Regions from separate parts of the Ovis aries genome. Here region 2 is linked to region 1. Evidence: chromatin contacts called from public Hi-C data. All regions are on one chromosome and are shown on one strand. The core of a region is the stretch at or near the end of the contact, and the rest is flanking DNA. Distances in the headings are between cores, read along the strand shown.

Region 1 (3,707 bases), core at 512-3,011:
GCTCTGGGGAAGATTTACAGCCCTTGTTTTGAAAAGAAAATAAACTAAAATCTAAAGCCAAAAGTAACGAACAACTGGTTTCATCCCTTTGCTGTGGAATTCACTCCATTTGGTCATTCTTTGTCCCACGCCCTGTTCACCTCCCTGGTAAGTACTACGGGTCGCTGTGCGTCCCACCTAGACGCACAGGCCAACGCTCCTCAGCTTATTCAGATGTGGCACCAAAAGAAACACAAAGCAACACTGGTTCACAAATCCTGGCACCGTCTCAGACCGTCTTCAAGGAGGCCCCACAGTGGGTAAGCCAGCAATTACTTTCCACCCTCGCTTGTCTGCGTCTCTCTAGGGAAACTTTCCAGTTCAGGGGTGGTCTTTACAGAAACCCTGCAGAGGCAACCGCATCAAGATGCAGAACAACTACATAAGGTTCCTCAAGAATCAAGTAACAGACCAGCCTGCTGCACGATCTTGTCCACAAAGATAGTCCACATAATCACAAACGGACCAGAGCCTCCCTCCACAGCGGCTCGGTCAAGAGTCACACACAGAAAGAGTCCATGCACGAATATCACCCCATGCCCACCTACCTGCACGTACCTGCTCCTGTATCCCTCCCCACACTGTGGGTACCACTGCCTTTAACCTCCAGCCTAAAACATCACCAAGGGAAATGAGGACATCCCAACCAGCCCGATAAACCAAAGATGTCTCCATACCACACCTGAGCATCCCCAAGCATCACACTAGAAACAGCAAATTAGAACGACAGCTATCTAAGCCTTTCTATATGGGGCTTTCAGATTAAAATGTCATTTAGTGGAATTTGTTGGACAGGAGCCAGACCATGTGCAAATTGATTTTACTGCGTAAGCCTGTGGCTGGCCTTTAAAAACTTAAAAAAGAAAAGAAAAAGTGCTAGCAGTTACTCTTTAGCCCATTTCATTCTAGCATCTTCCATCAATTCACAAACACCTTTATTTTTACATTAAAAAGATAGGGTTGCAGAGCCCAAAGAAGGCATTCATGTGCCACGGTTTCACCCACATGGGCTAAGCAAAAGAGCCCAGAAGTCGAGGCTCCTAGTCATGGGGGCAGAAAATCTCAAAACTGGAATCCTTTCAAGCATCACTAGAAACACTCACTGCTCAGCTAAGACGCCATCCCAGTGATGGGCCACTGTGAGCCTCCTGGTCAGGCCTGATGGCCAGGTGGATGCAGCGGGGACCCGCCAGAAGCCAGCAGGGACAGTGCTTTGGTTCAACCCCAGCTCACCCCACGCACGTGAAAAGAACAGAGTTAAGTCCACACACACTCTCCCCACCAGGCCTCCTCCTAAGAGACTTAACAGCCCAAGGGGCGCTGGACACTGCCGGCTGAGCTCACAAAACAGGCTCCTTTGCACCTATCAAATACTGAGGCACTTTACTCCTTCCCGCAGAGAAATGAATGTTAGGTATCAGTTCCTTCTCCGGCTCAGTTTTCCAGTTTTGCGTGTGTGTGTTTGCGTGTTCAAAAGATAAATATTTACAGTGGACCTAAATATTTATTCTTAGAAACAAAGGCACTATAAAATCGTAAATGTCATAAGCCAGATCAACTGAATTTCAAACCAAGTCCCCTTTCTTCAACATGCTTGTTTCTCATAAATCGTTTCACAAGCAAACATTGTGCGTGTAATACCAAATAATGATGCCGTGAACAATGAGGGCTTTCATACGGCACGGCAGCCCTGGTCTGCGCCAGCCTTCAGCAGAGAACTTCATCACTGGGGCAACACTGGCAGGGCCCACGATGGAGCTGCAGTCTTGTTTTACTTGTGGTCAACGTGCTGCTCTGCTCCAGTTATTAAGTTATTCCATTGCTATCCGGACTATGTTCACCCAAAAAAAGAAAAAAAAAAAAGCACCATCTTCCCAATGGTTTCATGTTATTGCATTTGCAAATTACAGCATACCAAACGTTACCGCTTACAGTGGTGAATTCATCCTTTCAAATTTTCTCACCTTATACAAAATAACCTCTGAGCCACCCCCTCTCCCCCTCGGCCCTTTCTCACTTTGGGTACAAAAACTGCAAGCTGGATCGCTCTGTAATCGAAACCTTACACCGCCTTCCAAAACTTATTACAGCTGCCTTCAGTATAAAATGAAACCTTAGAGAATGTTATTTAAAATGTTTTTAAAAAGTCAGTAGGCCTCATGTTTCGTTTCTCCACATCAGGCTTTGATTTCCTTTGCAACCTTATTCTCTGCCCTTAAACAAGTCGGAGAATGAGGCCTGAAGCATCTTGGAAGAGATCCCAGGATGCCAGGCTCTGCCAAGAACGGCGTTCCCCTTTCTCAGATCCTTCAGCAACCACTCTTCCCTTGAGTCCATCAGACCCCCAAGAACGGGGATCACTAGTGAGAGGATGACAGCGCCCGGACTCCCGTTCTAACTTCTGAAAAACTGGGGTGAGCATGGGGTGCAGATAGCAGGTAGAAGAGCAGGCTGGGGGGCAGCCCCAGGAAGCGGGCAGTCCCTCTAAGGCCCAGGCCAGCAGGCACTAGGAAAGCAGGACAAAGCCAGGGCCAGGAAAATGGGCATGAAGCCCCTCCAAGAGCAAACGTGCTCTCCTCAGCCCTGGGGGTACACCAATGCCCTTGGGTCTACAACTCTTGAGGGGGGCAGCAAGCTGATACAAAAGAATTTGTTGTTGTTCAGTTGCTAAATCGTGTCCGACTCTTTGCAACCCCATGGACTGTGTGGTCCGCCAGGCTCCTCTGTCCATGGGATTTCCCAGGCAAGAATAGTGGAGCGGGTTGCCATTTCCTCCTCCCAGGGACCTGCCTGGACCAGGGATCGATCCCACGTGTCCCGCATTGGCAGACGGAATTCTTTACCACTAAGCCACCAGGGAAGCCCATAAAAAGAATCAGTCAGTGAATTCTCTCTGGATGAGAGAATTAAACCTAGAGCTGGCCCATCTCCTGTTCTGTAATCACAGAAGTCATATCTCCTCTACCAGGAAGGATTTCCTTTTAGGCAGCATGTTTAACGCACAGATATTATAGAAACCAGATTTTGCTCTTTATAAGGGGAGCGATATATGTGTACAGAAAAGCCAACAGGCATCTCATATCTGTGTTTTTACTGAAATGTTTAAAAATACATATTCTGAGTTCAGCAGGTTACTGATGTACAGTGCATGGGCCGGAAGGAAGATGAGCACCCTTACAGTAGAGATTCTGAGGTCCCTGCATAAGCTCCAAATTTAGACAGAATGGAAGGCAGTCCAAAGGGTGTGGCTGCGGCCGATGGGACAGTTGGCTGCCTTGCTGGAATGAGGTTCCACCAAATAAACGTGTAGTAAGCACAGCCTGGAGTACTTTAAAAAACACATTCTCCCCCCCCCCCCCCCCCCCCCCGGATTCTCCCTTTGTCAAGTACTCCAAAAGAGTCAACTTTACCAAAGCAGAAGGCCCAGCTGCTAAGAGTCTCAATTTTGAGACAGGCTCTCTCAAATCCTACTCTGGAGCTGGGACCAAGGCTACAGGAAGAAAATAGCCTGTTTCATTCCAAGGGGTAATTATTGAGAAGGAGAGAGAGAAAATACCTGAGTGACAAAGAATAAATCTTTGTTAATTGACCATTTGAAACTTTATAACATGCCCGTCCCTCCTCTGGACATAATAACATGTTTGCTCGTAAGAGATCTACAACTTTTG
Region 2 (3,707 bases), core at 309-2,808, 65 kb after region 1:
GGGGCGCCCGATTGCTTTTCTATTCAAACTAAACAGGCTTTTCAGATGAAAATGAGTCGAGGCCGGTGGAAGATTTACAGGGATTTGGGACCCAGGGGACAATGGGGTTTTAAATGTTGATAGCGCTTCACGCCAAACACATAATGGGTGAAAGAAGGTTTGCCTTTAAGGGTGGTTTTATTGAATTGGGCGAGAGGAAGGAAGGTCCGGAGAAGAGTTTGCAAAGGAGCGGGAGGCGAGGGGAGCGGCTGAGGCTCCACGGCCCCGAGCCGGACCCCTTCGCCTGGCCCGGTGGCCGCGAGGGTCGGAGCCAGCGCCGGGCCCAGCCCTCGGCTGACTCCCCGGCGCGGCCCTGGAGCTGAAAGAATGAGCGCGCAAGTTAGAACTCGCCTGCGCTTTCGACATCTCCGAGCTGCTGCCGGTAGAGCAGGCAGCGAACTAGAAAAAGTCGGTCCAGTTCGCCCCCTAGCCCCAGGCGAGCCGCGCTCCCTCCAGCCGAGACGGCGGCTGCGGGCCAGGGAGGCCGAAGGGCACTGCAATCGGGGAACCGGAGCAGCCCCCCTCCCAGAGTGCCACCCCCCGCCCCGAGCCCTCGCCTACCCTACAGAGGTGTTGCCAGCCCCACCTCAGCGGACCCCTCCCGGGGAAGGGTCCCCGGCCCGGGCCTGGATGGAACGGAGTGGGGGCTCCCCGGGCCTCGGAACGAGGCACCTTCGACGATGTCCCCTCCGAGTCTGGGACCTACCGGGCTATGCCACCAGCGAGGCTGCCCCGCCGCTCGCCCGCCAGCTCTGGGGTCGGAGGATCGCGCCCCGCCAGTGGGAGTGCGCCGGCCGGAGTTTGACAGGGAGGCGGGCGGGGGCGGGGGGTGTCAGCGCCAGAAGCAGATGTCAGCATCTGGATGGGGGTGGAAGCGGCAGCACTGCCCAAACGCCAGCCGTCAGCAGGCACCCAGCTCCCCCATCACCTATGCAGCCAAAGAGGAAGGACAGGGAGCCGCCTCCACAGGGCCAGCCCTCCGTTCCGGAGGCCGTGCACCGGGTGTCTCGGGCTTCCACTGCACCCACTCTCCCGCCCCGCGAAGCTCCCCCGAGGCGCCCGACTCGGCGATTACCTTGAATGGCAACGATCCCCGGCGATCGGGTCTGTCCCCGCGCCCAGCGTGGGTCGGGATGGAGCAAACGACCAACTCCCAGCAAAAAAAAAAAAAAAAAAAGTGGTCCTCGCCGGCGCCAAAGTTCCGAGGCTTCACGCGCACCCCAGGCTGCGGAGGCGCGCAGGCATGACGCCCGCGGGCTGCGCTCGGATTTGGGGAGCGGGAGGAAGAAAGGAGTTGGGCTTGGCGTTTCCTCCACCAAACTTCGCTCGCAACTTGCGAACGACTGGAGCGCGGAGGAAAGCCGCGGCCTCGGGGCGCCCGGGCCCCGCCAGCCTGGAAAGGAGTCGCCGCGCCGGGCCAGCTACGCCGCGCGCAGACCCCGCGGCGCCCGAGCTTTGTGGCGGCCGCGCTCACTCCCTTGCTCGCCCGCCCGCCGGCTCGGCTCTCCGCGGCGTTCTCCGAGGCTGCCGCCGCCGCCGCCGCCCCCTCCCGGCGGGTCACGCCCCCGCTGAAACCCGAGCCGTTTCCTGGACGGCGGCGCCCGCTCTGCCAATCAGCGCCGCGCGCCCCGCCGCCCCGACTCGGCGCGGCTCCCGACGCCTGCGAGCGGCCCCGAGACCCCGGCGGGGAGGGCGAGGGGCCCCGGGCCGCACCGGGGCGCAGAGGGGCAGCAGGCAGCATCCTCCGTGGATGCGGCCGGGGCCCGCGCCCCCTTCCTCCCCTGGGCAGTTCGCCTGATCCACGGTTTGCCGGGTGGTTACGTTACGCTGTCTCGTTTCAAGTCAAAACAAATGACAGAAAGCCTGCTCTCTACCCACCCCTACCCGCGGCCACGAGACTTTAAACTGCATCTGCGTGGTATTGGGGCGCGTGGGGGAGAAATAGAATGCAACTGAAACTTTGAGACGAGAGAAAGTAACCTGGGGCATGCCTGTCTGCCCATCAAAACGATAGCGATGAGCAGAGAAGCGAGTGTTTACGGAGGTTCTGCTATAGGCAGGGCGCACGGAGTAGAGTCTCCTTTTTCAACCGCACAGCCACCCTGCAGAGTAATAGTCCCAGTTTCTGCTAAGGAAACAGGTTGAGAGATGTTATTTGTCCAGGGTTAACCAGCTGGTTAATGGCAGCAGCTGAGCCTGACTTTGAATCTGGCTGTCTTAGGGAAAAGTTCAAAACTGAGGGGGAAAAATAGTGTTTGGTGCTATGTATTTGGATCAATAAATTCGGAAGATTCTAAGGACTCAACTCTGCTATAAATAGCTGTATGACCTTAAGCAAATCAATTCCTCTCTCTGAATCTTAAGATTCTTCAACTAAATGCCAAGCTGTAACTGGTTAAAGTTCATATCTTCCATTTACCTTTTCCACTAGGCTGTGTCTACGGGATAATTTATTCTTTAACATACTTGCTCTCCTTCCCCACTCATCCAGCTCCCAAGCAGTGGTGCCTTAAGTCCAAGACAATATAGATAAAAACCTTAATTATTTTTTCTTAGAAAAGGTCATTAAACCCAGAAGTGCTTTGGAGTCCTAAAGATGGATGGAGCAGCAGTACCAAATTGACCTGGGAAATCGACTTTTCCTGCATTTAGAAAGGCAGTTGCTTATGGGTCATTGACACTGCACACTTCACAACATTTACGAAAATATTTTTTCAGGGTGCCACATCATTAGAAAATCATTCTTCTTCACAATACCTCTCAGAGAACTTTTATGTAAAATTACCGAAACACCAAGAGTACAGATCCGTTGAAATGCTTCAGGCGAATGGCTCTGAAATTCTGTTCTGGAAATGTGACAGCAAAAGTAATAGTCTGAGTCTCAAGCAAAATAAAATAATCAGTTCCTATGCTTAGGGGCAGGCTATGGTTTTTGGTCAAGTCTTTTAACCTGGATCAGTCCCATTATCATTTAATTCACGGAGACACCTTAGCCAGGTGACCTCAACCATCTCCCACACCTGAGTTGTTCTGACCACATCAATGCTTTTCAATGTCTCAGACCAGGCTGAGTGTCTGCCTGCTTGGAGGCTGGCACTTACAACTTTATATTCCCCACCAGTGGGGAACTCAAGTCTCTCAGGACAGATTCCTTTCCCATCCTGCAAGGAATCCATCAGCCATTGAAAATGCTGTTAACACGTTCTCACATAAATTACTGGTGCAGGAAGCTGCCATCCCTACCCATTGTTCATCAGTGGCTCTGTGTACCCTGAATGAAAAGGAAGCCTTCCGCTGAAAATGACAAATAAGAACACCTACTTCAGTGTCCAGATGCAGTCTGCAGAATTTATTCTTTATAGGAATAAAAAGACACCCATCCATCAAAAGCCCCTTATTCCCTTAAGAGTGTCCGTTTTCAAGTGAGTGAAGCCCGCAAGCCCACAACAGCAAACTCTTTGGTTTAGAGAAAAGCAAAACCATGTTTGGAATTTAAAAAAAAAAAAAAAAAATCCTGTCATCATATTTAGGCTTCAAGTGACCTCAGAGGGTCTAGGAAAGCTTTCACACCAGTGAGGTTTCTGAATGAGAAAATAATCTCTCTACAGTTTTTTTCTCTTCCCTCTTCAAGTGGCTGGAACCCCTTTTGTCAATGGCCTCCCGTGAAT

What was found. Hi-C and Micro-C count contacts between places; a contact is called where the count stands out from the background.
Region 2: a Hi-C map of hypothalamus shows a contact between it and region 1, with 3 times the contacts expected there. The contact joins the promoter of FGFR2 here to the enhancer-like site in region 1. A contact is called at or near these places in 3 of 16 Hi-C or Micro-C datasets (hypothalamus, liver and skin fibroblasts).

What each region holds. Positions count from the first base shown.
Region 1 is chr22:41,024,005-41,027,711 of ARS-UI_Ramb_v3.0, forward strand. All of the region lies in intron 5 of FGFR2 (fibroblast growth factor receptor 2), which reads right to left. Among named protein-coding and RNA genes, the nearest start is that of FGFR2, 65 kb to the right of the region's middle. Within about 2 kb of position 1,762, at least 11 of the 54 cell types and tissues checked have an H3K27ac peak or open chromatin away from gene starts, as enhancers often do. A contact at or near this core is called in hypothalamus, where this site is marked.
Region 2 is chr22:41,089,471-41,093,177 of ARS-UI_Ramb_v3.0, forward strand. FGFR2 (fibroblast growth factor receptor 2) reads right to left here and starts at 1,559. Exons shown (of 17, transcript XM_060404525.1): 1 at 1,115-1,559.